Linked DNA regions of Mus musculus: regions 1, 2, 3 and 5 are each linked to region 4. The links are chromatin contacts, called in public HiChIP or PLAC-seq, Micro-C and promoter capture Hi-C maps. All regions are on one chromosome and are shown on one strand. Each heading gives the region's core, a stretch centred on a gene start, on an enhancer-like site or on the middle of the called end of the contact. The rest is flanking DNA. Distances are from core to core; before and after follow the strand shown.

Region 1 (5,882 bases), core at 1,106-3,605, 360 kb after region 4:
CAAAACTAAACACCCAAACTATTTGTTCATAAAGTTACATCAGGGTAGTGTTGCTGCCTTGGCAACACTAACATTCTGGATTGAATAATTTTAGGCTATGAAAAGAAACAGCTTGTTTTTTGAGGAAATATTGTCCTGTTCATTTTAGTAAGTCTAACAGCATTTCTGAATTTTAGACGCCAAAAGCATCCTTGAGAAATATTGCACACACTATCAAATATCTACAGAGAATAAAATCCTCTAGTTGGGTTTCAGGAAAAATAGCAACAAAGAATAGAATCAAAATACTATGAAAAATACAACAGTTGAAGAAAATAAACTAAATAAATGTAGCGGTATAGCTGTAGGCTAAAAATGTATTATTGTACTGAAAAAAAAAAAACAGGTAGAGAGGGAAAAGGATGGTAGAGGAACTCTCTGCCAACTGACCTCGAAGACAAAACTGTACACTGGCACTTTCCTACAAGGGGGAGCAGGACAAAGAAGAAACATTTGTAAACATGCTTACTAAGTATGAAGAACTACAGAAAAAAAAATGTCAGAATGAGGACTGCAGAGATGGCTCAGAGGTTAGGAGCATTGGCTGCTGTTGCAGAGGTCCCGAGTTCAATCTCCAGCAACCACATGATGGCTCACAACCATCTATAATGAGGTCTGGTGCCCCCTTCTGGTGTGCAGGCATACATGCAGGCAGAACATTGTATACATGATAAATAAATCTTAAAAAAAAAATGTCAGAATGAAACAGTAACCTGTGAAATGAAAGGAAATCAGAAGGGCAAGAGCTGGAGAGAAGGAGTGGGCGCCCTTCAAAGACCCAGACTGACGCAGAATCTGAATGATTAAGGACCCTGGGAGCAGGGAGCAGAAAGGAAGAAGACAGAAACAAGATAACAAAAGGGTCTCCTAGGCACCCAGTGACTTTATTTCTTCTGGTGAAACAGGAAACACTGTACTTGAAGTCATTAGCCTCAGCTAAAGCACAACGTGGACGCTGGACTCTCAGAGACCCGCGTAGAGAGGACAAAGGTGGCCATACTTCCCCAAGTCAGACACCTTCTTCCCATCTCCTTCCAAGTAAGGGCTGCTGTTGTAGCCCAGCAGCAGAACACTGCCTAGGATTCAAGAGGCAGGGTGAGGTTCACTTCCTAGTACTGCCCCAAACAACAACAAAATAGTAACAATGGGTAATTAATACACAGTAGAAACATTTTAGTCATAAAAACGTCTATATAAAAACTTTTTAGCTGGACCCCTACACTTGGAAGGTGAAGGCAGGAGGACCAGAAATTCAAGGTCCCCCTTAACTTCACAGCAGGTTCAAGGCCAGCCTGCGTGCATAAGACCCTGCCTTAATCTTTTCTTTAAAAAGGAAAAAAAATTTTTTCCTTAGGACAGAAATGGTTTATTTGGTAACAAGGAATGAGAAGAAATTAACTTTTTTTTCTCTTTAACTTTATAGTTGATTTTGTTGTTGGTTTTGGTTTTGTTGTTCTTGTTCTTGTTGGAGACAAGGTCTCCGGAGACAGTGTAGCCCTGACTGATCTAGAACTTGCTGAGGCGATCCTGTGACCTCTATCTTCGGCTTAAATTTATTTTTAGAAACTACATCCAGCTTAAAGGCTTTTTTAAAAAAAATAAACGATATAACATATACTGTAAAGTTCACAAAGCTAGATTTTTACAGGAATAAAAAGTGAAAAAGAGCCGGGCGTGGTGGCGCACGCCTTTAATCGCAGCACTCAGCGGATTTCTGAGTTCGAGGCCAGCCTGGTCTACAAAGTGAGTTCCAGAACAGCCAGGGCTCTATAGAGAAACCCTGTCTCGAAAAAACAAACCAAACCAAAAAAAAAAAAAAAAAAAGAAAGAAAGAAAAACTGAAAAAGTAACCACTGCTCAGCCCACAGCATCAGAGAGCCTTTCCAGTAACTAGGAGGCCTCTTTCTGATAAATGCTATGTGCTTTTGAATTAAATACCTGGGCGTGAATCGTTTTCTTCGCGTGTGATTTTAGCATGGTATTTAACCTCTTTGGATTCTGGTTAAGCCGTCTGTAAAGACTCCAGGGATTAGCACCTTTAAACTTGTTGAATTAAAAGAGCTCGTATAATATAAAACGGCTATCTCATCGCCTGAATGCAATAAACGGTAATTAGCAGGCAAATGCAATAGAGACTGACGGTAAGCAACTCCCACTTCCTGCCTGCCTTTCGCTCGGTTTTGAAAGTAGCTCTTTCTCGTGCCTTTTCTCCTCGCTAGCTCCTCCCACTGCCGTAAATGGCCTGCCCCGGCTGTCGTGAAACGCCCTACCCCCGCCCTCCATGTGGCGAAAACGCAGTCACGCTTGACGGCGCGAGGTGGCTCAGCCGCAAGATGGCGGCGCTGGCGGAGGAGCAGACGGAGGTGGCGGTCAAGCTAGAGCCTGAGGGACCGCCGACGCTGCTACCTCCGCAGGCTGGCGACGGCGCAGGCGAGGGGAGCGGCGGCACTCCCAACAACGGCCCCAACGGCGGCGGCGGCGGGAATGTGGCAGTGGCAGCGGCGGCCGGCGGGGACGGCGGGACCCCCAAGCCTGGGGTGGCTGTCTCCGCCGCTGCCCCGGCGGGGGCGGCCCCGGTGCCCGCCGCTCCGGCGGAGGCCGGCGCTCCCCACGACCGACAGACCCTCCTGGCCGTGCTGCAATTCCTCCGGCAGAGCAACCTCCGCGAGGCCGAAGAGGCGCTGCGCCGGGAGGCCCGGCTGCTGGAGGAGGCGGTGGCGGGCTCCGGAGCTCCGGGAGAGTTGGACGGGGCCGGCGCGGAGGCGGCCAGCGCGCTTCTCAGCCGGGTCACCGCTTCAGTTCCCGGCTCTGCGGCCCCCGAGCCTCCGGGGACGGGCGCCTCGGTGACCTCGGTGTTCTCGGGTTCAGCCTCAGGTCCTGCGGCTCCGGGAAAGGGTGAGTCTCGGGCTCCCGGGCTGAGGAGCGCCGGCTGGAAGGGGAGCTAGCCGGGAAGGCGAGGGCTGGCGGGCCTGCACCTCTGCGGGCTTGTTTTGAATTTCCTGGGCCCGCCTCTAGGGCCACACGCCCGCCCCTTTCGCTCCTGCGCCGGCTGCGCAGTCAAACCCTCTTCTGAGCTGTCAGTTCCAGCCAGAGGCTGAGCAGCAGGGCTGTGGAGTCGAGGGAGGCGCCAGGGACCGGGGATTGACAGAAGAGGGGAACCTTAGGGGTTTCGGGGTTTCTGCTCTTACTTAGACTTAGGAACCTAGGATTGGGTTCGCGTGAACACGAGTATCGTACTGTCACATTCCCATACTACTATTGTACAGCAGGTACTTTCCGTGTCTTGATTTTTCACAACTGTATAGTTCTCATCTCTCCTTTTGAGACGAGACAACGGACTTTTTGAGCAAAGCCGGAAGGGCTTGCTTTGGATAACACCTCCAGAGTGGAGGTTGTAAGTGTTTCTTAGAATGTGGGCTGAGAACCGCTGGTGTTAAGTGTTTTAGAGGATTTCTGAGCATCACTTAAGGCTTATTAAACTCTGTAAGGGCAGAGTCTGGGAATCTGCCTTGCAGAGCTTTTGAAAACTCTTAAGTCTACGGGCAGGAGTGGGGCAGACCTTTTTGTCTCTGTTGCTTTTTCTTGTGTGATGTCAGTTAAAGGTTTTTTTTTGGGGGGGTTATTTTATTTTATTTTGCCTTTTTACTAAGTAAGTTATTACGAGTCTAAGATGTAATGAGTAATGTGCCTAGTTCTGAAAGTTTAGTTCCTGACTCCAGTTACTGACAACCCATGTCCACGTTTCTCCCAGAAACTTGTCACAAATCCATATCGTAAAACACTTTCGGATGAAGACGCTTGCTGCCATGTATGATCCCCTGAGTTGGGTCCTCAGAACCGACACGGTGGAAGGAGAGTCCCAGCTACCTGAAACTTGTCTTTAATATACACCAAACTTAAAAATTTTAAACTCGGGGCTGGAGAGATGGCTCAGTGGTTAAGAGCACCGACTGCTCTTCCGAAGGTCCTGAGTTCAAATCCCAGCAACCACATGGTGGCTCACAACCATCTGTAATGAGATCTGATTCCCTCTTCTGGTGTCTGAAGACAGCTATGGAGTACTTATGTATAATAATAAATAAATCTTTAAAAAAATTAAACTCAGGAGATCAGTAACTATTGAATTAAGTTATCCAGGTTAGTGGTTCTAGACATGTTAATCTGTTTCAGTGAGAGCATTGCCAGACAGGGAGTTTGAACACATGACACTGTGATCCATAAATAGAACTGTGTCTTGTTTATAATGCCAGCACTTGGGATGCTGAGGCAGGAAGGAGAATTACTGTGAGAAAGCCATCCCCAGCTAAATATAGTAATGGGGGAAGGGGGTGATAAGTAAAAATATGTGGAAAATGTAACTGAGGAGGGTCTTTTCTATATGCTAAATTTTGTGACTGTATAGTAACAATTTATATTATTATACTATTTTTCTAATATCTCTCATCTGTCAAGAAACTTGACTTATTCTTTTAGATCATACTCAAGAAACCAAGGAGAAAAAGAGACCATGAGAATGACTACAAAATTATAACCTTAATTATAATTTTCTCAATAAAGAGTAGTATAATCACTTTTTAAAGAACATAACAGGATATAACACTATAACTGTAGTTTGCCAAAATTTTCAACATCCAAACTCTAATTTGATTTTTAAAAAAGCATTATTGTTTTGTATTGCTATACTGCAAACAAATACTCAGGCTTTCTACCTTGCAGTGATTGGTTATAGAACTTGCTTTCAGTACATGCAGTTGAGTTGTAGCCTTTTATATTCCAGAGCTATAACAAATGTTCCCCTTTCCCCTGAGATGCTGATATTTTATATAAGGTGATTGATGTTGAACATGAGGGTATCACAGGACTGATGGTACAGGATTTATATACAAGGCACTGGAGTGTGATGTATGCTGTTTGCACTGAGCCTTAAGAGAAGATTAACATAACTGGTACCTTTGCACATCCATTTATTTATTTATTTGGTGGTGTTGGGAGTTCAACCTCGGGCCTGTGCATGCTAGACAAGTCTTTTGCACATTCCCAATCCTGTATGCACATTTTGTCTTTAGAATAACACAATTCCAGGAAAAAATGTTGACTGTTCTTGTTATTGATTTAAAAATGTAAGATAAAGTCAAACTGAACGAGTTTTGACTTGGGCTACTCAAAAACATTCTGAGTCGTATTAAAAGGTTTTGTGACTGTGAGCTTGCAGGTAAAGGTACTTGCCACCAAGCTTGACAAACTGAGATAGGTCCTGGAAACCTCCATCATGGAAGGAGAGAACTGTCTACTGACTGTGTCCTCTGCCCTCCATATAACTATTATGGCTTGTCTGCCTGCTAGCCTCATCACAGCCACACATATACACAAAATAAGCAAATGTAATACAAAACTAAAAAAGGAAAAGATGCGTGGTTGTGTTGCGGAAGAGAAGTAGAGAGGACAGGGACAATTCTGAGAAACAGTCGTCCCTGGGGCCTTAGCAAAACCTCATCTGCTTGGTGCAATTAGATCATTTTCTTAAAAGTTGTCATTCATTTTTTAAACAGTTGCAAGTGTAGCTGTGGAAGACCAGCCAGACGTCAGTGCTGTCTTGTCGGCCTACAACCAACAAGGAGACCCTACAATGTATGAAGAATACTACAGTGGACTGAAACACTTCATTGAATGTTCTCTGGACTGCCATCGAGCAGAGTTATCCCAACTCTTTTATCCTCTGTTTGTACATATGTACTTGGAGCTAGTTTATAATCAACATGAAAATGAAGCAAAATCATTCTTTGAGAAGTATGTGAATCTTAACGTCTTTATCTATCTATGTATGTATAAGCACACACATCTGT
Region 2 (5,154 bases), core at 2,004-4,503, 400 kb before region 4:
GCAAATGGACTGGACAGTGTGCATGTAATTTTTACCTGATAGTTTTCAGAGCTGTTATTATTATATATAGATTATTACAAGAAAGAGCCTTTATTGGACTAAGATGGGGAGATGTTGGGTGATGGTTTTGTGCACTGTGTACTGAGATGCTGAGCACTGCGCCCAGAGATTGAGTGGCAGTCATGTTTGATTGTCAAGCATCTCCTGTCTCAATGTTGTATAAAAACTGTTTCCCATCACCTCTGATTGGTTAATAAAGAGCTGATCAGCCCATAGCTGGGCAGGAGAGGAGGAGGTGGACTTCTCAACTCTAGTGAGGGACAGTGATTGAGAGAAGGGATTTGCCATGGGAGAGTCACCATGAGGACACTGACGGGCAGCCAGGACAAGACGACGATGGCAAGTAATGGGGCACATGGCTGGGTAGTGGGCAGCCACAGACGGGTTAGAGCCCATGGGCATCTACCCAGATGTAGAGCTGAAGCTTATGAAGAAAGACCTGTCTCAAAAAAAAATTAAACCCCTTTTTAAAAGAATCTGAAGGAAGTGTATGGATGGCATAGCTGGATTTGAGAACCCCGCTGGCAGTGCCTCATGACAATGGCTTGGGACAGCCACTGGGAAAGGGAAGGTTGGCTTACTCCCATTTAGTTCAGGAAGAGGAGTGTCCTCTCAGAATCAGGAGAGTGTCTTTTCTCTCTCCTTCCTAGCTATGTGTTTGGTTGTGTTAGGCCTCTTCCAGCCTTAGCTTCACCAACAGCTTAAGGGGAACACAGTTGGCACCCCTAATCAGAAACAAATGGATAGTTTCAGTTGGGAGGGTTTGGGTTTTCAGGCCCAACCTGTAATCTATGCAGCTAGCCTAAATTAAAAAAACAAAAACAAAAACAAAAACAAAAAACTGAAGTGCTTCCTGTCAAAGCATTTAGTATAAGGGTGGGAGATAAGAAGGAATGCCTTTCCCTTCCCCTGGTGCTAGTACCAGTCTATAGTCACCTCCTAAACAACAGGGCCAGTTGTGGGAGAGTCCAGGGAGAGCCTGTGCTGCACTCCAGACCCAAGGGAGGAGGATTCAGGAACAGAGATGCACTGCACACAGCCCCTACAGAGAAAGCTGACTTAGAGGCCCAGAAAGAGCCCATGGCAGCGACTCTTGTCCTGACCTTGTCAGTGGAGGTATGCAGGGGGAAGGCAGCGAAATGTCATTTTCAGGGAGACTTTCTAAAATGATTTTATTTCTTATTTGTCACCACGTGGGTTTGGGGTTTGGGGGATGAGTAGTCAAGAATTGAAGGGTGTGCACCTGAATTCGGTCTCCCAGAAGGCGAGGAGAGAGCCAGGGGACCCTGGTGTGATCGTTTCGGACACTTGTGAGCCGTCCCACGTGGATCCTGGAAGAATCTTCCTGGATGCAGGAAGAGCAGGAGTGCTTCGGCGCTGAGAGGTCTCCAGAGCCTCCCACCCACTTTATGATGGTAACAGCTGGCCCTCACCCATGCAAAGCACACCGCTGGCAATTTTCCACAGAAGAGGAAGTTTGAAAGGCACTTTGGACAGATTTGCGTGCATGTGTGTTGAGACAGGGTGGTGTGAAACTTAGGATCTGTCTTGGTTTCAAGAAAGCTGGGACTGCAGGTGAATTTCGCCACGCCCAGTTGGATGCCTTTCAAGTCAAATAGTTGGGACATCTGTGGTGGATGAACGAGGCCTAAGACTCCCAGGCAAACATCTTTCTTCTCTTCCTTCTTCTTTTCTTCCCCCAGCACATTGATTCTCCAACGAGTCATCCTAAAAGCCTTGGCCCTTGTGAACCCGCCACTTACAGAATAAACATCAGTTGTCTCTTCCTGAAGCCCGGAAACTAAGACAGTTGACCCCAGAGTTTCCTTGCGGCTCCAGAAAGGCCGCTAGATGGCGATCTGGAGCTGACCGCAAGATCTGACTCCTTCCTCTTCCCCTTCCCAGCTAGGAGGTCCCTCTCTGGGAGGGTTACTGGAGTGTTGGGACTGACCCGGTTTCCTGTGTCTCAGAGATAGCCAACCTCTGGGCACAGCAAGAGCCAAGTGGCCCACTGGACTCCGTAACGGTCCCGGGCAAGCCTGGAAGAGTGCAGAGATCTGAGCCGCGCCCTGCGCTGGGTCCGTCGTCCCGCCTCGCTGGTCCCTAGCAGAACTGGAGCTGGGTGACACCCCGCGGCCAGTCCTGGGCGAGCCTTCCCCGAAAGGGGCGCGCCTGCGTTGCTCCGGGTTGGCTACAAGAGTCCTGGAGTTAAACTTTCAACCAATAAAAAAGGGCATGGGGAGTGACGCACGGGATCGTCACGGGAATTCCCCCCCTCGGGGGGCCGAAAGGGGCTTTCCCGGCTGGAGCCCTTTGGCTGGAGAGGAGCAACGACCGGTCCGGGGAAGGGCTCGGAAAGAAGTCGGAACCAGAGCCGCCACCACGGTGAGTGGCCGGGTTCAGATCCCTGAGTGTCTAGGGAATGGAGAGGGAGGGAAGGAGGACTTTAGATGACAGGCTGGGGCTGGACGCCACCTCCAGTGAGCGCGCACAGGAACAGGACACTTTGCTACACATCAGCGACACGTCTGCCTGCCCTTAGCTTGCCTGTGCACAGCCGGCCGGTGTGAGCCCCGCACACGCACTCACAGCGCACCCGTGCACCGGCGCCTGCGCACGGACATCCAGACGTGCACGGACGTGTGCCCACACTGGGCAGTACAAGGACTCACCTGTGTGGATGAACGTTCACTTGCACGTGCCATGATGCCACCACTCACCCGGCACACAAGACATTAGGGCTGAAACGCATATTCCTGCAACGGACACATGCGCGTTACACTGGCTTTGGGATTGGAGTCGCCAGGGAGGGCGGGATGCTCCCGTTTGACCGGCCACCGGGAGCAGGTGCAGCGGGAGAATCCGGGAAGCTAAGACGGAATCGCTAGAGACCGTGGAGGGGGAAACTCCTCCCCCCCACACACACCCTGAGGCCCGAATCATATTCTCTGGTCAGAGCCCCGGAGGCCCCACTGGAAGAACCCCCGCCTACGGGCCATTCGGAAAAGGGGCCTCCGACGGCAGGAATGTCCCCACAAAAGCCCCTGGGTGAATCAGCCGTGTCCTCCACGCTGGCTGAAAATCCCAAGTTTGCTCCAGGCTGCGGAGAGGGGGCGAGGCGGCTAGGCCCCGACTGAGCCCCAGGGGCTACAGAGGCTGCCCGGGAACCAGGAACCGCCTGGGCCTCCCGCCCCTCCCGCTGCGGGGGCGTGGCCCCGGCGTCATTTCCAGGCCCGCCCCCTCCGGCTCCGCCTCCCCCTGGTATTTTCGGGACTTTCCTAAGCAGCACTAACTTTCTGCCCCTTTCCCGGGCCAGCCCCGCTCCGGATCTCGACCTCCACCGGATCTTACCCGCCACGCCCGGACGGGCGGCTGGAGGAGATCGGACCCTCCCCCAGATCTGAGCCCCCCTCCCCTACCCATCCCTCTCCCCCTGCCCACCCCTATCCTGATATCTTTCACTCTTCCCCCTCCCACGCCTCTCTTCACCTTAGGCGGGCGTCCGAAACTCTGGAAAGCTGAACCGGGGCCCGAAGCCGCAAGACACAGCAGGGCCTAGCCCAGAGATATGGACAATTGCTACGATCCAGTGAGTCACACTGCCTGACCCTGAGGGCGGCGGGTGCCCTCTGTGTCTGCTTGTCAATTGGACGCTCCTCCACTCCCCTACTTCTGCACTGTCTTCAAATTGTCTTAGTCTGCCAGTCTGTGCTGTCTGCAAACCCTGCCCAGAAATGAGCTTCCTCATAGCTTGAGGAGGAGTCCAGGGAGTGACTGCAGAGGGCTTGGGAGGGGGTGGTTGGGGGGACCCTTGATTCAGCTGCCACCTTCTCTGTCTATAACGCAGGGCCTGGATGGCATCCCCGAATATGATGATTTTGAATTCAGCCCCTCCATCGTGGAGCCTAAGGATCCAGCCCCTGAGACAGGTCAGTAAGTCTTTGGCCTCGCAGTATCTCAGAACCTAGAGGAGAGTGAGCATGTCCCCTGGAGGCCCCACTGAGGGATGGTCTCAGAGATCCTGGCTCAGCAAGGCCCCTCTATTTCCAGCTGATGGCCCCTATCTGGTGATTGTGGAACAGCCCAAACAGGTGAGTGAGTGACAGAGAGTGGTGGCTTCACCTTTGGGGAAAAGGTGGGGCGGGGGGGGGGAGGGTAGTTATACCTACTGATCAGATTAAATAGCTTGCTGCTGATATGTTGGGGGCTTATGAGAAGGAGGTACACTTTTGGTCACTGTGGTCAGTGATGGCTAGTGGTTGCCTTGTGGGGATGACGGGGGGGGGGGGGGGGTTGCCTCTCCTGATCACAATGTCTCTGCTATGGAACCTTCAGCGAGGCTTCAGATTTCGATATGGCTGTGAAGGCCCCTCCCATGGAGGTTTGCCAGGTGCCTCCAGTGAGAAGGGCCGGAAGACCTATCCTACTGTCAAGGTGAGCTCAGATGACACCGGAGGGTAGGGATGGTGTATGGGGCAACTACTGACTATCCTTTGCCATTCTCAGATCTGTAACTATGAGGGACCGGCCAAGATTGAGGTGGACCTGGTGACACACAGTGACCCACCTCGTGCGCATGCCCACAGTCTGGTGGGCAAGCAGTGTTCAGAGTTGGGAGTGTGCGCTGTGTCTGTAGGACCCAAGGACATGACTGCTCAGTAGGTGGCCCTGGCCCCTGGCCCCCAGTGGGATGCTCATTGCCTGCCAGCCTTAGGTCTCATCTCAGGCCACCTGTGTGACTAGCACACAAAGTGGGAAGATTTACTTTGGCCCAGGAACCTCAGAGCTCAACTATAAAGAGCAGTTTCCTTGGAGAACAGAGCCAGGATGAGCCTGACCATGGGGGGTGGAGCGTGGGGGTGGAGGTGCCTCAGGAGGAAAGAGCCTCATGGTCAAAGAGGACAAAGCCTCCTCCTTGTCCTCTCCAGATTTAATAATCTGGGTGTCCTGCATGTAACCAAGAAGAACATGATGGAGATTATGATCCAGAAACTTCAGAGGCAGCGTCTCCGCTCCAAGCCTCAGGGCCTTACAGGTATGGTAACAAAAGGTGTTCCGAGAGGTGTTCCTAGAGGAGCCGGGAAGAGCAGCCCA
Region 3 (5,162 bases), core at 609-3,108, 360 kb before region 4:
ACACACACACACAGGGTCTGGCTCTGTATCCTCCCTCCTAACTCTGATTCCCAAGTCCTAGGGTTAAGGGATGCTCTACTAAGCCCATCAACAACACTACATTGAAATACTGAAAATTTCAGCTGTATTTATGGAAAAAAAAAAAAAAAAGACTAGTCAGATGTGATACCCATGTATGACCCCTGTAGGCTTGAGAGGGCAAACCTACTCCATCTTGGGACTGGCCTCCATCTTAAAGAAAAAAAAAAAAAAAGCCTGAGAACTTGACCTACAGCAGAACCCAAGCTACTCCCAAGTACCAGGAAGGACCCCACAGCTTGTCCTTAGCCCATACCCCAGAGTTACCGCTCCCTAGCTACTTCTTAGCAACAGTTAACCAAAGATTAATATGATTATTTCAAATGTACTTTCAGACCTTTGGTCTTGTTTCAGAACACCCACCTGTCAGCTTACAATAGACATTCAGTTAGATATTGCCAGGTTTGGGACACTCTCACCTACTCCCATTTCCTATAAAACCTTGTCCTGCTGAGGGTTCCAGGCTGCTCTGCCTTCTCTTCCTGTCCTGCTGTAAGGGTTGGGTTGGGGGAGAACCCAAGCCCAAGCTTGTAATAAAGAGATAAGAGCCCCAAGTGCTATTACATCAGAAACGGCTCCTAGGTGGTCTTTGGGAGTTCGTGAATGCTTTCTGGCACAACAGGCTCGGGCAGGAGTATTGCAACCAGTTTGAGGTCAGTCAGTAAAATAGCAAGACCTTTATCTGAAAATTAATTAATTAAAGATTTAACATAAACTGGGAATAAAGGCTAAGCATGGTGGTGCACACCTTTAATCCCAGCACTTGGGAGGCAGAGGCAGGCAGATTTCTGAGTTCGAGGCCAGCCAGGTCCACACAGTGAGTTCCAGGACAGTTAGGGCTACACAGAGAAACCCTGTCTCGAAAAAACCAAAAAAAAAAAAAAAAAAAAAAAAAAAAAAAGACAGCCTGGTCTAGAGAGTTAGTTCCAGGACAGCCAGGGGTAGAGAGAGAAACCCTGTCTGGAAAAAACAAAAGAACGAAAACGAATGACATTCCTTTGAACACCTAACTTTATGTGTTTTACAGATGTGATAGCTAAGGGGTTCAGAAAGGCTAAGGACGACACACGGCTAGAAAAATGTCAGAACTAGCTCTAAACCTAGCTTACAGGAGACATTTCCCACACTCCAGAACTATCATAGGCCTTCAGATGACGTTTGGATAGTAAGTCCAGGCAGGCGATTCTAGAAGATTGTCCACTGCATACTGTAGAGCTGCTGCTTAAGAGCAGGCCCAGGGGTCAGGCTACATACAGAGTAAAGACTTTAATCACACAGATGGCAAAATGCCCGCTTCTTTATCTTGTATTGGATGCTGGACGTCGCTCATTTATTTACTTCCGTTTCCAAGCTGGGAATTGCTTGGCTCCCTCAGCTTTGTAAAGAGGGGAGTTGTGGTGCAAGGGAGAGAAAAAGGCGAGTGGGACCCACACGGAGGGCTAAGAAGGGAGAGAGATGCTGCTTTCGCTTCAAGACCCTCTGGACCGAACACCTTTCTCTCCCAGCACGGTTCAGCAATAACTCCAGGGAAATCAAAAGCAGGGACGGCGAGCGGGGATCGACAGACTCGCAGGCGCGCTGAGATGCTCATCTTGGTCCTTGCTTTTTCTTGAGGCGGCCACGCTGCACCGCCTCCGGAGCGGCCGGGCTGTCCCCGCTGTCCCCATCGTCGCCACTGGCTGGCTTGCGCATTACGTGCCGGGCCACCTTGTATTCGGGCTCGCCCACACGCGGCACAGCCCGCACCAAGAACTGGCCGCCGCGCTTGGTGACGCGCACGTCGGTGCGTGGGTAGGTGCCGTAGACGCGCCGCAAGTCGCGGCGCACGGCGTCCGGCAGCGGTAGGGGCGGACCCCGCATGCGCTCCACGCGGCCCCAGCGCAGTTGCAGCTGCAGGCTGCTGCCCTCCGGCCACGCAGCGTCGCGCCCGGGCTGGGATGGCGCGGACACGGCGGAGGCGGGGAACGACGAGCCGGGGGCCGCGGCATCCGGCGGTGGGAAGGCCCACCAGGGCAGCGTGGAAGAGGCCAGGGCCGCGCCTGCACCATGGAAGCAGTGGAGTTCTCGCGGGGCCGTGCTCAGGCCCACCGGCCGGCTGCAGAAGTTGTGGGTCTGGATAGGTGGCAGCAGCAGAGGGGCGGGCAGGTAGGTGTAGGTGAGAGTCTGCAGCCGAGGCCAGACGCCCTCCCTGGGCGGCAGGCAGACGTAAGAATACATGACCTAGAACTCAGATGGCGGGCATTTTTACTGGGTCCAGACCTGTGATGGATGGGTATGGATATATAATTCATAATAAGCACGTGTCACTGGTCCCCCAGCTCTTGCCTGAGTTTCGTGTGACTGCCTGATGGCTTTGAGAAACCTTTCCTGGGTCAGGGGTTCTGCTCCCCTCCTCCTCATCAGATATTCCCGGGCCGGGGATGTAGGTCTGTCAATACAGAAACAGACATGCACAAACACCTGTGTTCGGTCCCCAGCACCACATAAGCGGGTGTGGTAGATCCTGCCTGTAATCCCATGACTCCTAGAGTAGAGGCAGCAAGACCAGGCCTTCAGGTCATCCTGTTTCAGAACAGCCTGGGCTACAGGAGACCCTAACAATCTGTTCGCATTCCTTTTAGGCTCCGCCCCACAGTTACCTGGCAACAGCCAGGTATGCCTGACTCATTATAAAAGGGACTGCTTGCCCCTCTCCTCACTGTCTTGCTGGCTCTGTGGATCTCTTCCCATTCCCCTCTCCCTCTCCCCATTCCTCCCTCTCCCCATCTCTCCCCCCCCCCGCCTTTATCTCCCTCAACTCCCCTCCCCATGCTCTATATATGGCTGGTACCTCTGGGGGAAGGGATGCCATAGCATGGGCCCACCATACCGCTCCTCTCCCAAACATATCCCTGGCTTCATATATATATGTATGGCACGACACAGTTGCTCTCCAGGCTTCTGAGCCCCCAGCCCTTGTTATCTTTCCCCTTGTAACCATCCATTCACTTGCCTCCTTCAGCCTCATGGGATTGTTCTCCAGTCTTTGGGAGAGGCAGAACCGTCCAGAATAAAGCTTCTTCCCACTGCTTTTCAGTGCTGTTTTCCCCTTCCATGCCCAGCCCGAGCCACACCTCCCTGTTACTAGGCAGAGAGAAACACCTTGAGCTGGCTTGGAGCCACCAGTCTGTCCACAGCTTCAACTGCCTGAGCTCACAGATGGCACTCCCTAGAATACTGAACACTTCCCAACGATTTCTAATCAGGTCCCTGCGGTTACCTACATGGTGACTCTCCAGCCGCCTGCAACTCCACTTTCAGGGGGGGGTCTGATCTCCGAGGGCTCCTACACATATGCAGTGCACAGATTCCTGGAAGCAAACTTAGGGATAAAATGACTATCGAGTCGTTAAAAGAGCATTCTGGGTGACATAAAACCAGTGTAATTACTTCAAACATGAAAGAGGTCCAGAGTCCTACTGATGCCATCCAGGAAACACCACTCACCACTTGGCTTTAGAGATGGAGGGAGTACCGAGAGCAAGGAGTACAGGCAGTGTCTGGAAATCGGAAAGCATGAGGCAATAGATTAAACCACAGAAGCTGCAGAGGGGAACTGAGTCCAGCCAACACCTTCCTGGTTAGCCAGTGGGACCCATTTCAGACTTCCAGTTTCCCACAACTGTTAGGTTTGTCTTACACCCTTGGGCTTTCAGTTTATATACCACCAAAAGGACATAATGTTTGTAACTTTGCCCTCTAACCAGCACCCGAGAAATATCCAGGATTACCCATGAGTTCATCTCACCCCATCAGGACTGGTCATCCTTTCTACCTGTTTGTACTTCCTCAAGGAATCTAGTCTTACCTGGTTGGTGAACAGGCTCACCCCAGACCCAGCTCAAGCCAGAACTGAGAAGGCAAAGAGCCTATGTGTTACATTGGTGCCTTCATGCTTCTCTGGTCTGGGGAGTTTTTAGGTACAATGAAGGATCAAGCTGTGGGGTGGTATTTCTTCATCCCGATTCTAGAAATGCTACACTTTCGTCTTTTCAAAACAGTTAACTTAATTTCATGTGTATGTGTGTGTGCCTGAGTGTATGTCTGTCCACTAGGTGTGTGCAGGAGCCCTCAGAGGTCAGAAAAGGGAGGGGTTCAGTCCCCTAGGACTGCAGTTATAGATGGATGGTTGTAAGCTGTCACATGGGTACTGGGAATTGAACATGGGTCCTCTGGAAGAACAGGCTGTGTGCTCTTCATTGATGAGCCGGCTGTCCTGTGTTCTTCCTCACCTCTGGAGACGGCGTCTAGTGGTGCAGTGCTGGGTGGCCTGCAGCTCTATGATTTCTTCTTTTTAGTTTGTGTGTCTATATGTGTATATACATACTTCTGTTCAGACCTTCTTGTTCTACTCTACTTCTGTTCAGACATCTCTCTCTGTCTCTCTCTTTCTCTCTCTCCCCATCTCTGTCTCTCTCCCTGTCTCTGTCTCTCCCTGTCTCTCTGTTTGTGTGCATGGATGTGTGTCCTGGAGGCCAGAGGGTCTAATGCCCCTACAGCTGGAGTTTCAGTCAGATGTGAGCCACTTGATGTGGGTGCTGAGAACTGAGTTCTTCCTGCAGCAAGTACTCTCAGTTACTGAGCTATCTCTCCAGCCCCATTTGAAGATTTATTTTCTTAACTATGTATATATGTAGGGGGAGTTATGTGCACATGAGTACAGGTGGCCAGAAGAGGGTGTCACATTACCTGAATCTGAGGTGATAGGCACTTATGAACTACCTGACGTGGGTGGTAGGGAGAAAACTCAAGTCCTCTGCAAGAGCCCCAGGCTTCACTGTTTGTTTATTTTTCGAGACAGGGTTTTTCTATATAGCTCTGGTTGTCCTGGAACAAGCGCTGTAGACCAGGCTGGGCTCAAACTCAGTGCCAGGACCAAAGGAATATACCACCATGTCCTGCTGAGGCATTCGCTTCACCCTGGAGCCATCTCTCTAGCATCCTGTTTTCTTGTCTGGTGGAAGGAAACATTTTCTTTCCCCAAGACAGAAATCTGAAAGGATTGCAGATTGTGAAGGAGTTGTAAGGAGGCCTTAGTCACTGAA
Region 4 (5,980 bases), core at 3,200-5,699:
CTTCCACAGACTGTCAAAGAGCAGACCCTTTCCATGTACTCCCAGCATCATATAAAATATGACCATATGAAGATAAAATATGACCATATGAAGCTGGTGCGATGGCTCAGCAGTTAAAAAACACTTGCTGCTTTTGGAGAGGACCCAGGTTCAGTTCCCATCACCCGCTTCAGAAAGCTCACTGGTGTCTATGACTATAGCTCCAAGGGATCTAATGTCCTCTTCTGGGCTCCCTGGACACCTGCATTCTCATACATATGCCTGAACACAGATACATATCTATAAAACTAAAACATTTTTTTAAAAATTATTTAAAATTCATCTGCTAAAGAAAATGTAATTTTCATTTAAAATAAAAAGCACGACGCTATAACAAAATTTAGACCAATCATTTATGGATATTGATGTTTAAATTTGTTTTTGTTTTGGTGTAAAAGGGGTTTATTGCGGAGGGGGAGAGAAGTGGGGATCTGGGGAGTGGGTAGAGCATGTGAGTTAGCCTTGAGGGCAGAGAGAAAGGGGGAGCGAGAATGCCCAGGACAGACAGACAGAACTGGGCTGTGGGGTAATTTTATTCGGCCACACACACCTGGCACACCTGGCCTCTGCAAGTGGTGACATAAGCAATTGCTAGGACCCTGAGGGCAGGCCAGCTGGATAGCCTGTATGCTAACATTCATCATTCCTGAGTGTATGTCTATGTGTGCAGTTGAGGAAACTAGAAGTGTTAGATCTCTGGGCTATAGACCATTGTGAGCCACGATGTGGTTCTGGGAATTGAACTCTGATCCTCCAGAGGATCAGTAAGTGCCCTTAACGGCTGAGCCACCTCTGCAGCCCCTGAAGACACTTAGGGATCCTGACTACTTTAGAACGTTTTACTATTTTTGTTTTTTGATTAACTCCCCCCCCCCCCAAAAATCAAGGTAGCCAGGCCCACATAGTGAAACATCTCAGTTTTCCCCCCTTATATTTCGTTGTTGTATGTGTGAAGGTGGGGAGGGGTGGGGTGGCACACGTGTAGAGGTTGGAGCAATGACTTCTGGAAATCAGTTCTCTCCTTCCATCACGTAGTCCTAGTGATGGAGCTCAGCTCATCTGCCTTGGTCGGAAGGGCCCTTACCTGCGGAGGTCTCTTAGCAGACAAAAGCTGTCCATCTCCATCACACATTTTGGTGTGCCTAGCCAAAATCTGTCTGGCAGTTGCTAGCCTAGTGCTTTTCTAGATGAGAGTGTGGCAGTGTTCTCAAGACTGTCCTTGGAGATGAGGGAAGAAAACAGGAAAGTTTCTGTATATGATTTTAATCTGAAGAAGAAGGAGGAGGAGGGAGAAGAGGAGGAGGAGGAAGGAGGAGAAGAAGAGAAGAAGAAGAAGAAGAAGAAGAAGAAGAAGAAGAAGAAGAAGAAGAAGAAGAAGAAGAAGAAGAGAAGGAAGAGGAGGAGGAGGAGGAGGAAAAGAAGAAAAGAAGAAGAGGAGGAGGAGAAGGAGGAGGAGGAAGGAGGAGAAGAAGAAGAAAAGAGAAGAAGGAGAAGGAAGAAGAAGAAGAAAAGAAGAGGAGGAGAAGGAGGAAGGAGGAGAAGAAGAAGAAAAGAAGAAGAGAAGGAGAAGGAAGAAGAAGAGAAGAAGAGGAGGAGAAGAAGGAGAAGGAGGAAGGAGGAGAAGAAGAAGAAAAGAAGAGAAGAAGGAGAAGGAAGAAGAAGAAGAGGAGGAGGAGGAGGAAGGAGGAGAAGAAAAGAAGAGAAGGAGAAGGAGAAGGAAGAAGAGGAGGAGGAGGAGAAGAGGAAGAAGAGGAGGAGGAGGAGAAAGAGGAGGAGGAAGGAGAAGAAGAAGAAAAGAAAAGAAGAAGGAGAAGGAGAAGGAAGAAGAAGAAGAGGAGGAGGAGGAAGGAGGAGAAGAAAAGAAGGAGAAGGAGAAGGAAGAAGAAGAGGAGGAGGAGGAAGGAGAAGAAAAAGAAGAGAAGAAGAAGGAGAAGGAGAAGGAAGAAGAGGAGGAGGAGGAAGGAGGAGAAGAAGAAAAGAAGAAGGAGAAGAAGGAAGAAGGAGAAGGAAGAAGAAGAGGAGGAGGAGGAGGTAGTGCGCATGCGCACCTGAAATTCTAGCTGCTGGGAGGTGAAGGCAGGAAGACCTGTAGTTTAAAGTCAGCCTTGGCTACATCGTGAGTTTGAGACCAGCTTAGCATGAAGATCCTTTCTCAACTTTTCCACCTCCTTACAAAATCAACTTTGCACTGGGTGGTAGTGGTGTATGCTTTTAATCCCAGCACTCCAGAGGCAGAGGAAGGCAGATCTCTTGAGTTCAAGGTTAGCCCGGTCTAAAGAGCAAGTTCTAGGACAGCCAGGGCTTCACAGAGAAACCCTGTCTCAAAAAACCAAAAACAACGACGAGAAAGCTAATGTTTTTAGATACAGTTTGATAGAAGAGCTTAAGTAGAAAGCCCGCTCTTCAGCAGAGATGACACACAGAACACAGGAACTCTATGTGCAGTTTAGTGCAGCTTAGTTCCCTAGCATAAATGAGACCCAAGGGGCAATTTTTTTTCTTAGTATAGAATAGGGTTTATTTAGGGCATGGGGAAGGGAGTTGAGGGGGTAGTAGAGACAGAGAAAGGCGGGGGGGGGGGAGAGAAAGAAGAGGAGGAAGAGGACAGGGAGGAGGAGGAGGAGGAGAGGCTGGCCATGAGTGAGCAGAGAGGTGGGGGAGGGGAATGGGGCGAAAAGAGACAGAGAGGGAAGAGAGGAAGGGAGTAAGCAAGAGAGCGAGAGCCCCAAGGTTCAATCTTGACCACTAGGAAGCACCCCAAAAGCCAAAAACCAAAACTCAAACCGTGGCACTGACTAGTCAGAATGATTGCTGGTCAGCGTCCAATTCAAAATCAGCTCAGTGTGAAGGCAGAGTGGCAGTAGCTAGAGGTGATAGTGGGTGGCTCACTGTGGTTCTGTGGATGTGGTTATCAAGTGAGTCTTCTGAGCGAGAGCAGCGCTGGTGAGTGCATCCTCTGCCCGAGGCAACAAGGAGGAAGGAACTGCATGGTTGGAAGGGCTCACTCTACAGGGAGAACACTTTGAAAATTGTGTCTCTGGAGAACTGTTCTACGAGTCTAAAACTTGCTGCTGATAAAAATGGTCATTAAAAAAAAAACCCACATCTCCTATTTTAAAAACATCCCAACAACAATTGCCAGTGTTTAAAAAAAAAAAAAAAGACTTATTCTTACTTTATCTGCATTGGTGTTTTGCCTGAATGGGTGCCAGTGTGTGCGTGCCAGATGCCCAGTCCTCTGGAAGAGCAGCCAGTGCTCTTAGCCACTGAGCTATCTGCCATGCCATTCAAGCCCCTGGCTCATTTGTAACATTACATTTATTTATGCATGTATGTGCTCATGCTGTGGTCTGTGTGTGGAGATCAGAGGACAGTCTGCAGGAGTTGCCTTTCATGGGGATTTCAGGGTTGGAAATCAAGTCTTCAGCCTTGGTGATGATCACCTTTATCCACTGAGCCATCTCTCTGTCACCTGATTGACTTCCAATAACAATTAGCAGGAAATTTGGAAACTTTCTTGATGGATTTTTTTTTTTTTTGTATTGATCAATGGGATTGGAAACAGGATACTTTCAAAGAAGTCCACTTTTTATTTAGACATCCTTTCATGTAGACCAAGATAAGGTAGCCTTCCTTATCTTGGCGAATGACAATGTTTGCTTCAACCACAAAGCAAGTAAGACATGCGAAGAAGTGCAGGAATAGAGACCTTAGCTGTAAAAGCTAAAAGCATTTCTCCACACAAGCTTGATGCTGGATTCTCAGAACTCAGTGTAGAGGACAGAGCTAACTTGTGGGAGTCACCTGTCTCCACACATGGGCACCGTGGTCATATGCACCCACAAAACAATGTAAAAAGACAGACATGTGGGAACAGAATAGCTTTTTGTTTCTTTGGGAGGTTTTTGGGTTTGGGTGGTGGTGGTGTGTTTTGTCAGTTTGTTTGTCCTGGCTGACCTTGAACTCGATCTGTAGGTCAGGTCAGCCTCGAACTGGATGTTCTGCCAGCTTCGGTCACCTGTCTGTCTCCTGGAGTGCTGGAATTAACACCTGGTGGCTGTCATGTGCACGTTTGTCTGAATTCACAGAACTGTGCGCTAAGGAAAGGTGAATATCACTGGCCTAAGTGATATCTCAATGAACAACCTTATGAGACAGATTGAGGGCCAGGCCGATGGTTTCATTCCAGAAGGAGGAAAATAGATATGGGTGTTTACCTAAGGCACAGGCACACACAAGATTTACAAATGAAACTCAGTGAATCAGTAAAGGAGGACGTTAACCAATAAAACCATTCTCTTGGACACAAGGACTCAAAGCCACCAAGGTGACAGACTCCAGGGGTGTGTATAGCTAAGAGGCTTCCGTAGGGTCTTGCAGGGCTGTGGGGTTGAAGGTCGGCCAGGGGGCGTGGCCTCGGCGATCTCTTCGAAAGCCGGGCTGAGGGGAATCCTGGACAGGGAATCCTGGACGTGGAGATCGTGAGTCAGTGAGTGCCTGTCCCTCCTGTCTTCTGGCCAGTCCCCTCTGACCTCTGCCTTCCCACGGGCTCACAGCGCTTCCCACCCTACCCCCAACTCTGGGTAGCCCAGCAGGCTGCGGGTCCCCCCCACCCCCCCGCCGTGTCCTGCTCGCCCTCCATCTTGGCTTCAGCCCTGTCGTTCTCTGTGTGGTGACCGCATTTAACCTCTGTTCTCCCATTTGTCAGTGGCTGCTTCCCGAGACGCTGATGAGATCCACAAGGACGTTCAGGTGAGGGTCCTAGGGAATGGCTATGTGGGCTCGCTGGTCCTATAGAAGTCCTGCCAATAAGCAGCTTCTGCTGGCGCGGAGCACTCTGGGGGAAGCCAGGCCAAACCACGCCCGCAGCAGGCCAAGGAGTGGGGTTAGATTTTTGCCTTGAGCAAAGGCCAGTGGGCTGTAATTTTCTGTAATTAGGAGTGTAGTGGAGCCCTGGAGCTCTGCAAACAGTTAACGTCAATCCTCTTCCTCCTGGCTTCTCTTCCGTGGCTGCTGAGTCAGAACTACTATGGGAATGTACTGAAGACATCTGCAGACCTCCAGACTAATGCTTGTGTCACGCGAGCCAAGCCGGTCCCCAGCTACATCCGGGAAAGTCTGCAGAATGTACACGAAGACGTTAGTTCGAGGTAGAGTGTGTGTGTTGTCCCCTGGAAGCCTCCAGACTACCAATTTTCCCATAGTGACCACTATGGGAAATTTAACCATCTCTGCTGGACATCCTGCTTGCCCTAACTACTGTGATGATACCCACAAGGCTTGGCACCGAACTTCTTGCTCTTCCGCCGAGGACCCCTCATCGATGTCCTGCATCCTTGCCCATTGCAGGAGACATTCAAGTTCCCTGGCCCCAGATAGACATTCAAGTTGGTTAATAGATGGGCCCACACATTCTAATCAGCCGTGGCTCCTTCTGACGTTGCCCTTCTCTGATACAGTATTGCCCACCCAGAGAGCAGTTATCAAAGAGGGTACCTTACCCCTTGCCTCTCCACCCCACTGAAGTCCTACTGGGGTCATGAAGCCTTCTCCTGACTACTACAGCCCCTAACTCCTGGTGGCACTCAATGCCAGTCATAGAAAGGGGTTTCTAAACTGTAGTTTTTACCTCCCACGTTACAGTGTGTGCACGTGAGGGCCAGAATCCTTGTCCTCAGGTCCCGAGTTTGAATTGTTCAGCAGCCTTAGATAGATTTATTATTCAACCGCTAGTTTAGATGGTTTAAGTCTTGCTACCTTGCACGGTGCCTACAATGCTGCTAGGGCAGACGTGGCCCTGTTGAGTGAGAGAGACGAGACAGACGTATGGATGGCTGAGGAAGACGTGGAGGAAGTGTAGATTTAGCGTCTGAGAACTTTCTAGTCTCTGTTTTTGAAAGACGTCATTTCCATCCCTCAGGTATTATGGCTGTGGTCTGAC
Region 5 (5,858 bases), core at 634-3,133, 340 kb after region 4:
CTATCAGGTAACCTTTGCAAATCGAACACAGGATGTAGGGGGTCAGCTCGACAAGGTTTATCAGGCGCTGTAAGTGCAACAGTAACCATTTTAGGATACAAGCCTTTCCCTTCTCAAATTCAGAAGCTAGCTGCAAGTAGGAAGTCTAATGCCTATATTCCAACTTACACAAGTCAGCTGTGACATCTGAGCCCAAGAGTGTTGGTAGGGTCTGGACTCCACCCCCACAGTTACTTGGCAACAGCCAGGTATGCTCCTCCCCACAGTTACCTGGCAACAGCTAGGTAGGTTTGGCCCACTATAAAAGGGACTGCTTGCCCCCTCCTCTTACTCCTGCTTCTCTCCCTTGCCTCTTCCCTCCCTTGCTCCATCTCTCTCCCCATTCCCTTCCCGCCCTCTCTACACGTGGTCATGGCCCTCCTCCACTTCTCTACTCTGTCTCTCTCTCTCTGCCTCTACTACCCTCTTAACTTCCCTCCCCATGCCCTGAATAAACTCTATTCTATACTATATCGTCGTGTGGCTGGTCCCTCAGGGGTAAGGGATGCCTTGGCATGGGCCCGCTGGGGCACCCCCTTCCCCCACACCTCGCCACACCCCCATAGAACATATATTAATACCCCTTTATCTTTTTAAAATCACAACATCAAACCCAGTCCAAAGCCAACACTACAAGGTCTCATTTCAAAACAAGTTAAGCCATGATCCCAAGATTTCATTATAAGCAGTGTAACTTAATTGCACTCCAACCCTTCAAAATATCCAATCTAAAGAAAACACTGTATCTAAGCGGTCCCAGTTCTCTGACATATAGGAAACTAACAGTGAAAGGCACCTGTTCTTTTGTTGGTTTACAAAAAGCCCTTAAACCTGCCTGGTCTCCCCACATTACCAAGGATGACTTTGAACTTGCTGCCTCTGCCTCACGAATGTTGGTAGTAACAAGTGTCTACTACCACATCCAGTGTAGACAGTGCTGTGACTCGAACTCCGAGCGTCCTGCAGGGCAGAGATACACTGTATCAACTGGCCTACACCCTATCCCCGGGATGCCTTTCTTCACACATTTGTTATTTATTTTTAATGGGGGAGGGGTCCCAAACCCTCTCAACATCCTGCAGAAAAAAAAGAGTACACCTGCCAGTAGCCTTAGACATCTAACTCCCTCCACGTTACGCAAAGACTTTTACAGAATGTAAAAAAAACAAAAACAAAAACAAACAAAAAAACGGGACCCAGAGTGCCCTAAATGATCTGCAAGGACTCCACAAAATAAATGAAGCCGGAGAGAGGCCACGCCTGGGTGGGCGGGGATGGAGCGCTACACAAGCGCCGCGAGCTCCAGCGACAACGGCAACCACAGGTCTGCGCCCCGCTGGGTCCCAGAGGCCGCTCGAGCGCAGCCAGGTCTGGCAGGGTCGTCGATACCTCCTCCTCGTCCTCGGAGTCTGCCCGTCCGGACTCCAGACGCAGAGAGAAGTGGCTCATCTCTTCCTCCTCCTCTTCTTCCTCCTCCATCTCCTCCTCCTCTTCCAACTCTTCATCGTAGTCCTCGAAGCGGCCTCTCAAGCGGCCCAGGCTGCGCTCGGGCTCCAACGCCGGGGGCCGAGAGCGAGAGCAGCCGGCAGCGCCCGCCTGGCCCAGGGACGCCGGGCCCTCCTCGCCGGCCGCGGGTGCCGGGATGAGGGCGGGCGGAGAGATGGGAGGCGGAGGCGGTGGCGGTGGCGGCATGGCTGAGGCTCGCTTGGCCTCAGAGGCGCGCTTGTTTTCCGTGGCGTCCGTCTCAGCCTCGTCCATGGCGGGGATCAGAAATCTGGCGAGTTGAGAGCGAGGCAAGGCGAGTCGGACGGCTAGCGCGCGAGTTGAGCACGAGCCCCCTTTCGTACCAGTGCGCAGGCGCCGGCGCTCCGCAGAGGCCGCTGGGAAGTGTGGTTCACCTAGGCTACCTAGGTGAGGCGGAGCTGCTCAGGTTGGGGCGGGGCGTGTGGGCCACGCCTTGAAGGAAGCTCACCGGTTTTCGCGGTCGAAGCCTGCAGTGTGCTGTTCAGGAGAGTCTAAAATGCTACAGTTTCAGTATTTTACTTGCACCAGTTTATTCATGGAACATTGAACTCTAGATGCCATGTGTTCTTGAATTAGGAGTGATGGTTTCATTTTGAGGACTAATTGTGGTTTTCCGTCCATGGTTAATGGCATCTATCTACTTAGTAAGACCTTGTCTCACCAAACAAACAAACAAAAACCCTAAGCTGGCTCAGCAGGTAAAAAATTTGCCTCCAAGTGTGACGACCTGAGTTCAATACCCATGTTAGAGGGAGAGAACTGATTCGCGAAATGATTTCTGAGAAATGAGGGGGAAAAGTTAGAGGACAGCTTTGATAAGAATAACCACATAAGCCAAGTATGGTTACCTACTTATTAATTTCAGCCTTGAGTAGGCAGAATGTTAGAGCCAAGGAATTTGAGACCCACCTGGGCAGCACTCCAACACCCCTGTCTCCAAAAGGAAGAGAAAAGTTCCAGACCTTACCCACTGAAGGGTGTCTTTGGACTTTTGAACACTATTGAGACAGTTAAACGTGGAGGTGTCTTGAGCTGGAAAGATGGCTCCAGCTGTTAAGAGCACTTCGATGCTCGTGCAGAGAGGCCCTTTAAGAAGAACCCCTCTTCCAAGCACCCAAATGGCTGTTCACAACCATCTAGTTCCAGATGCTGTCTTTTGTCCTCTCTGGGCACCAGGGATGCAAATGGTGAACATACATATATGCAAGCAAAACATGCTACACATAAAAATGAAAAATAAATAAAATATAGTTTTCAATTGGAGCCAAGTGGTAAAGGAACCTTTAATCCCAGCACTGAGGCAGAAACGGGCAAATCTCTTGAGTCCTAGGCCAGTCTACAGAGTGAGTTCCAGGATAGCCAGAGCATAACAGAGAAACACTGTCTAAAACAAACAAACAAACAAACAAACCCAGGGCTGGCTGGAAAGATGGCTCAGCAGTTAAGAGCACTGACTGCTCTTCCAGAGGGCATGAGTTCAAATCCTAGCAACCACATGGTGGTTCACAACCATCTGTAATGGGATCCTAAGCCCTCTTCGGGTGTGTCTGAAGACAGCTACTGTGTATATAAAGTAAATAAATCTTTAAAAAAGGCCGGGCGTGGTGACACATGCCTTTAATCCCAGCACTCAGGAGGCATAGGCAGGCTGATTTCTGAATTCAAGGCCAACCTGGTCTACAGAGTGAGTTCCAGGACAGCCAGGGCTACACAGAGAAACCCTGTCTTGAAAAACAAAAACAAAACAAAACAAAAATCTTTAAAAAATAAAACAGGGGCTGGAGAGATGGCTCAGCGGTTAAGAGCACTGACTGCTCTTCCAGAGGTCCTGAGTTCAAATCCCAGGAACCACATGGTGGCTCACAACCATCCTTAATGAGATCTGAAGACAACTACAGTGTACTTACATATAATAAATAAATAAATAAAATCTTTAAAAATAAACAAGTAAAAATAAAACAAACAAGAAAAGATGTAGAGGCTCCCGAAAGTTGGACTAAACACATTTTTCCATTATGAGATAACCCAGGAACCTATGGGGACTGAGAGGAACATGCTATGGTTTGAATATGGATGTCCCTCCACAGGTTTGTGTTTGAACACGTGGTCCCCAACTGGTGGTCCTGTTTGGGAGTTATGAAACCTCTGGCTTGTGTGACCTAGCCAGAAGTGGTGATAACTACAGGCAGGTTTGAAAGATATCCACTTCTGGTCCTGGACTGAGCTCTCTGCTGCTTCACTCAAATGACACATGAAGACTTACGGCTCAAACTCCTGGCACTACAGAGACGCCCCGACATACACTACAGGAATCTTCTGAGGGCATCAGCCTCTCGAGTGCCGGGATCACAGGCACAAACTGCCTTCCCACTCTTGTCTCTAACACGCCAAATGACAAAAGAAAATACAGACTGGATAAAATCAGGATAAAAGAGCTAAATAAAAAAAAAAAACATAGCTCTTGGGCTGGAGAGATGACTCAGCAGTTAAGAGCACCGACAGCTCTTTCAGAGGTCCTGAGTTCAATTCCCAGCAACCACGTGGTGGCTCACAGCCATCTGTAATGGGGTCTGATGCCCTCTTCTGGTGCATCTGAAGAGATCAATGGTAGTGTACTCATATGCATAAAATAAATAAATCTTTAAAAAATATATAGTTCTTTTATACTGATAAACATCATAAAGAAGAAATGATATTGATGTGTACCCTCCATTGATCATTGAACATTCCATAAAACTTTCTACCTGGTATCTGTATACCCCATTGTTTGAGTAAACCTGAAACAGGAGAGAAAAGCCAGAGAGTGTATATGAAGCCTGAGTCCTGGTACGAGTGGTATCTCAAAGCACTAAAGCCAGCATGGGCTTTTCAGAAAACACACTGAGGTGGAATGGTTAGGCATCTAGGGAGAAAAGTTAAAACAGTAGAAGAAGTTGCTCGTTCTCTTCTATCTTCAAGGAAATCTAGAACTATGATTGAACCTTGGTCAACCCCTGGAACTGTGGTCATTAGTATTTATTTTCTGTCAATGATTGATGGTGGTTTCCATGTGTGTACCTGGGGCAATGAACCAAGCTGTGCCAGTTTGTCACATGGCTTTGTACAAATGACAGGATTTATGATGTGTGCGTGCGTGTGTGTGTGTGTGTGTGTGTGTGTGTGTGTGTGTGTCTGTGTGTCTGTGTGTTTGTGTGGTTTCACTGTTGGAGAACTGACTTTCGAGACAAGAGTTGTGGCTGGCTATATAGCAAGAGAGGAAGAGAGGCACTCTTTGTTTTTGGTGTTTGTTTGCTGGGTTATTTGTTGTTATTTGTTTGTGTGTGTGTGTGTGTGTGTGTGCTTGGTTTGGGGTTTCTTTTGTTTTGTTTTTGAGACTGGGACTTGCTGGTCCAGAATTGACGATGTAGACTAGGCTGGCCTCAGACTCAAGAGATTTCATCTGAGTTTCGTCTGATGCCTCTCTAGTGAAGGTATTAAAGGAGTTCACCACAGCTGGCCCCGGCCTGCTACTGAATCTCAGATGTAGTTTCAGAGGACTACCAGGCTTTCAAAGCAGGGGCTGGCGTAGGGGTGGGGTGCTTCCGGAATACTCCCTTTCAGCAGCAGCAGCACCACCACCACCATCTTCATCATCATATTTGTGTTTGTGTGCGCACGTGTGCAATATGTGTATGTGGGAAAGTGCATTTACCACAGAGCATGTAGAAATGAGAAGACAATCTTGTAGAGTTGTAGTTCTCTTCTTCCTCCTCCATGTGGATACCAAGGCCCAAACTCATACCATCAGGTTTGTATCTGGTGGCAAAGTACCTTTACCTACTGAGCCATCTTGCTGGGCCCTTTAAATTCTTTAAACAAACAAACAAACAAACAAACAAACACAGACTTAATTCACTTTATTTTTCTAGTATAAAAACCCTTATGTGGTAGCCATAACTGGAACCTAGGTACACTGAACAGAGCCTCTGGTGTGAGTTTTCACAAGATGGCCAGCGAATTCCTGACAAGGAGACTTGATGAACACAAGTCTCTTTCCAGAGGCGGGGGTGTCAGGTAGCTGTGGGTCTTGGAGATAGGATCAAAGGTGGCCTTGGTAAAGTTGTCCAGGGTGGCAGTGCAGCCCTGGCTGCTGTGTAGCAGTCCTCAATGCCAGCCATCAGCAGTAGCTTCTTGGGCACAGGGGCAGAGATGGATGGCAGTGTCTCTTGGGGCAGGGATGAAGCACACCAACACAGAGCAATGGGGGCCTGTCACCTTACAAGGAACAGTGTGGGGCTTGCCAATCTTGTTTCCCC

Evidence for each region. Promoter capture Hi-C pulls out the DNA fragments that hold promoters and counts their contacts. Hi-C and Micro-C count contacts between places; a contact is called where the count stands out from the background. HiChIP or PLAC-seq counts read pairs in DNA pulled down with a chosen protein or histone mark. Capture Hi-C pulls out chosen DNA fragments and counts their contacts.
Region 1: a contact with region 4 is called in a promoter capture Hi-C map of the HPC-7 cell line. The contact joins the promoter of Taf5 here to the promoter of As3mt in region 4. A contact is called at or near these places in 13 of 39 promoter capture datasets (the 3T3-L1 cell line, the C10 cell line, the HPC-7 cell line and 8 more), 3 of 115 datasets of contacts at active chromatin or transcription factors (embryonic midbrain, extraembryonic endoderm stem cells and pancreatic cancer cells) and 2 of 9 other capture datasets (adipose tissue and liver).
Region 2: an HNF4G HiChIP or PLAC-seq map of pancreatic cancer cells shows a contact between it and region 4. The contact joins the promoter of 4833438C02Rik here to the promoter of As3mt in region 4. A contact is called at or near these places in 2 of 115 datasets of contacts at active chromatin or transcription factors (memory CD8 T cells and pancreatic cancer cells).
Region 3: a contact with region 4 is called in a Micro-C map of the G1E-ER4 cell line. The contact joins the promoter of 2310034G01Rik here to the promoter of As3mt in region 4. A contact is called at or near these places in 1 of 39 promoter capture datasets (pre-B cells), 1 of 484 Hi-C or Micro-C datasets (the G1E-ER4 cell line), 1 of 115 datasets of contacts at active chromatin or transcription factors (pancreatic cancer cells) and 1 of 9 other capture datasets (adipose tissue).
Region 5: a contact with region 4 is called in a promoter capture Hi-C map of pancreatic islet. The contact joins the promoter of Pcgf6 here to the promoter of As3mt in region 4. A contact is called at or near these places in 7 of 39 promoter capture datasets (the 3T3-L1 cell line, the HPC-7 cell line, cranial neural crest and 3 more), 1 of 484 Hi-C or Micro-C datasets (bone marrow-derived macrophages), 3 of 115 datasets of contacts at active chromatin or transcription factors (epiblast stem cells, extraembryonic endoderm stem cells and pancreatic cancer cells) and 3 of 9 other capture datasets (adipose tissue, embryonic stem cells and pancreatic islet).

What each region holds. Positions count from the first base shown.
Region 1 is chr19:47,065,393-47,071,274 of GRCm38.p6, forward strand. It overlaps Taf5 (TATA-box binding protein associated factor 5), which reads left to right and starts at 2,356. Exons shown (of 11, transcript NM_177342.3): 1 at 2,356-2,934; 2 at 5,589-5,826. The coding sequence starts at 2,373.
Region 2 is chr19:46,302,376-46,307,529 of GRCm38.p6, forward strand. 4833438C02Rik (RIKEN cDNA 4833438C02 gene) reads right to left here and starts at 3,254. Exons shown (of 3, transcript NR_152248.1): 1 at 2,987-3,254; 2 at 2,733-2,816; 3 at 1,210-2,475. Nfkb2 (nuclear factor of kappa light polypeptide gene enhancer in B cells 2, p49/p100) reads left to right here and starts at 3,320. Exons shown (of 22, transcript NM_019408.3): 1 at 3,320-3,649; 2 at 3,908-3,989; 3 at 4,111-4,151; 4 at 4,396-4,494; 5 at 4,567-4,718; 6 at 4,989-5,095. The coding sequence starts at 3,629.
Region 3 is chr19:46,347,130-46,352,291 of GRCm38.p6, forward strand. 2310034G01Rik (RIKEN cDNA 2310034G01 gene) reads right to left here and starts at 1,859. Exons shown (of 1, transcript NR_040418.1): 1 at 1,072-1,859.
Region 4 is chr19:46,703,009-46,708,988 of GRCm38.p6, forward strand. As3mt (arsenite methyltransferase) reads left to right here and starts at 4,450. Exons shown (of 11, transcript NM_020577.3): 1 at 4,450-4,528; 2 at 4,748-4,791; 3 at 5,062-5,189; 4 at 5,960-5,980. The coding sequence starts at 4,528. It overlaps Borcs7 (BLOC-1 related complex subunit 7), which reads left to right. Exons shown (of 5, transcript NM_025563.3): 5 at 1-374.
Region 5 is chr19:47,049,023-47,054,880 of GRCm38.p6, forward strand. Pcgf6 (polycomb group ring finger 6) reads right to left here and starts at 1,884. Exons shown (of 10, transcript NM_027654.3): 1 at 1,429-1,884; 2 at 1-67. The coding sequence starts at 1,797.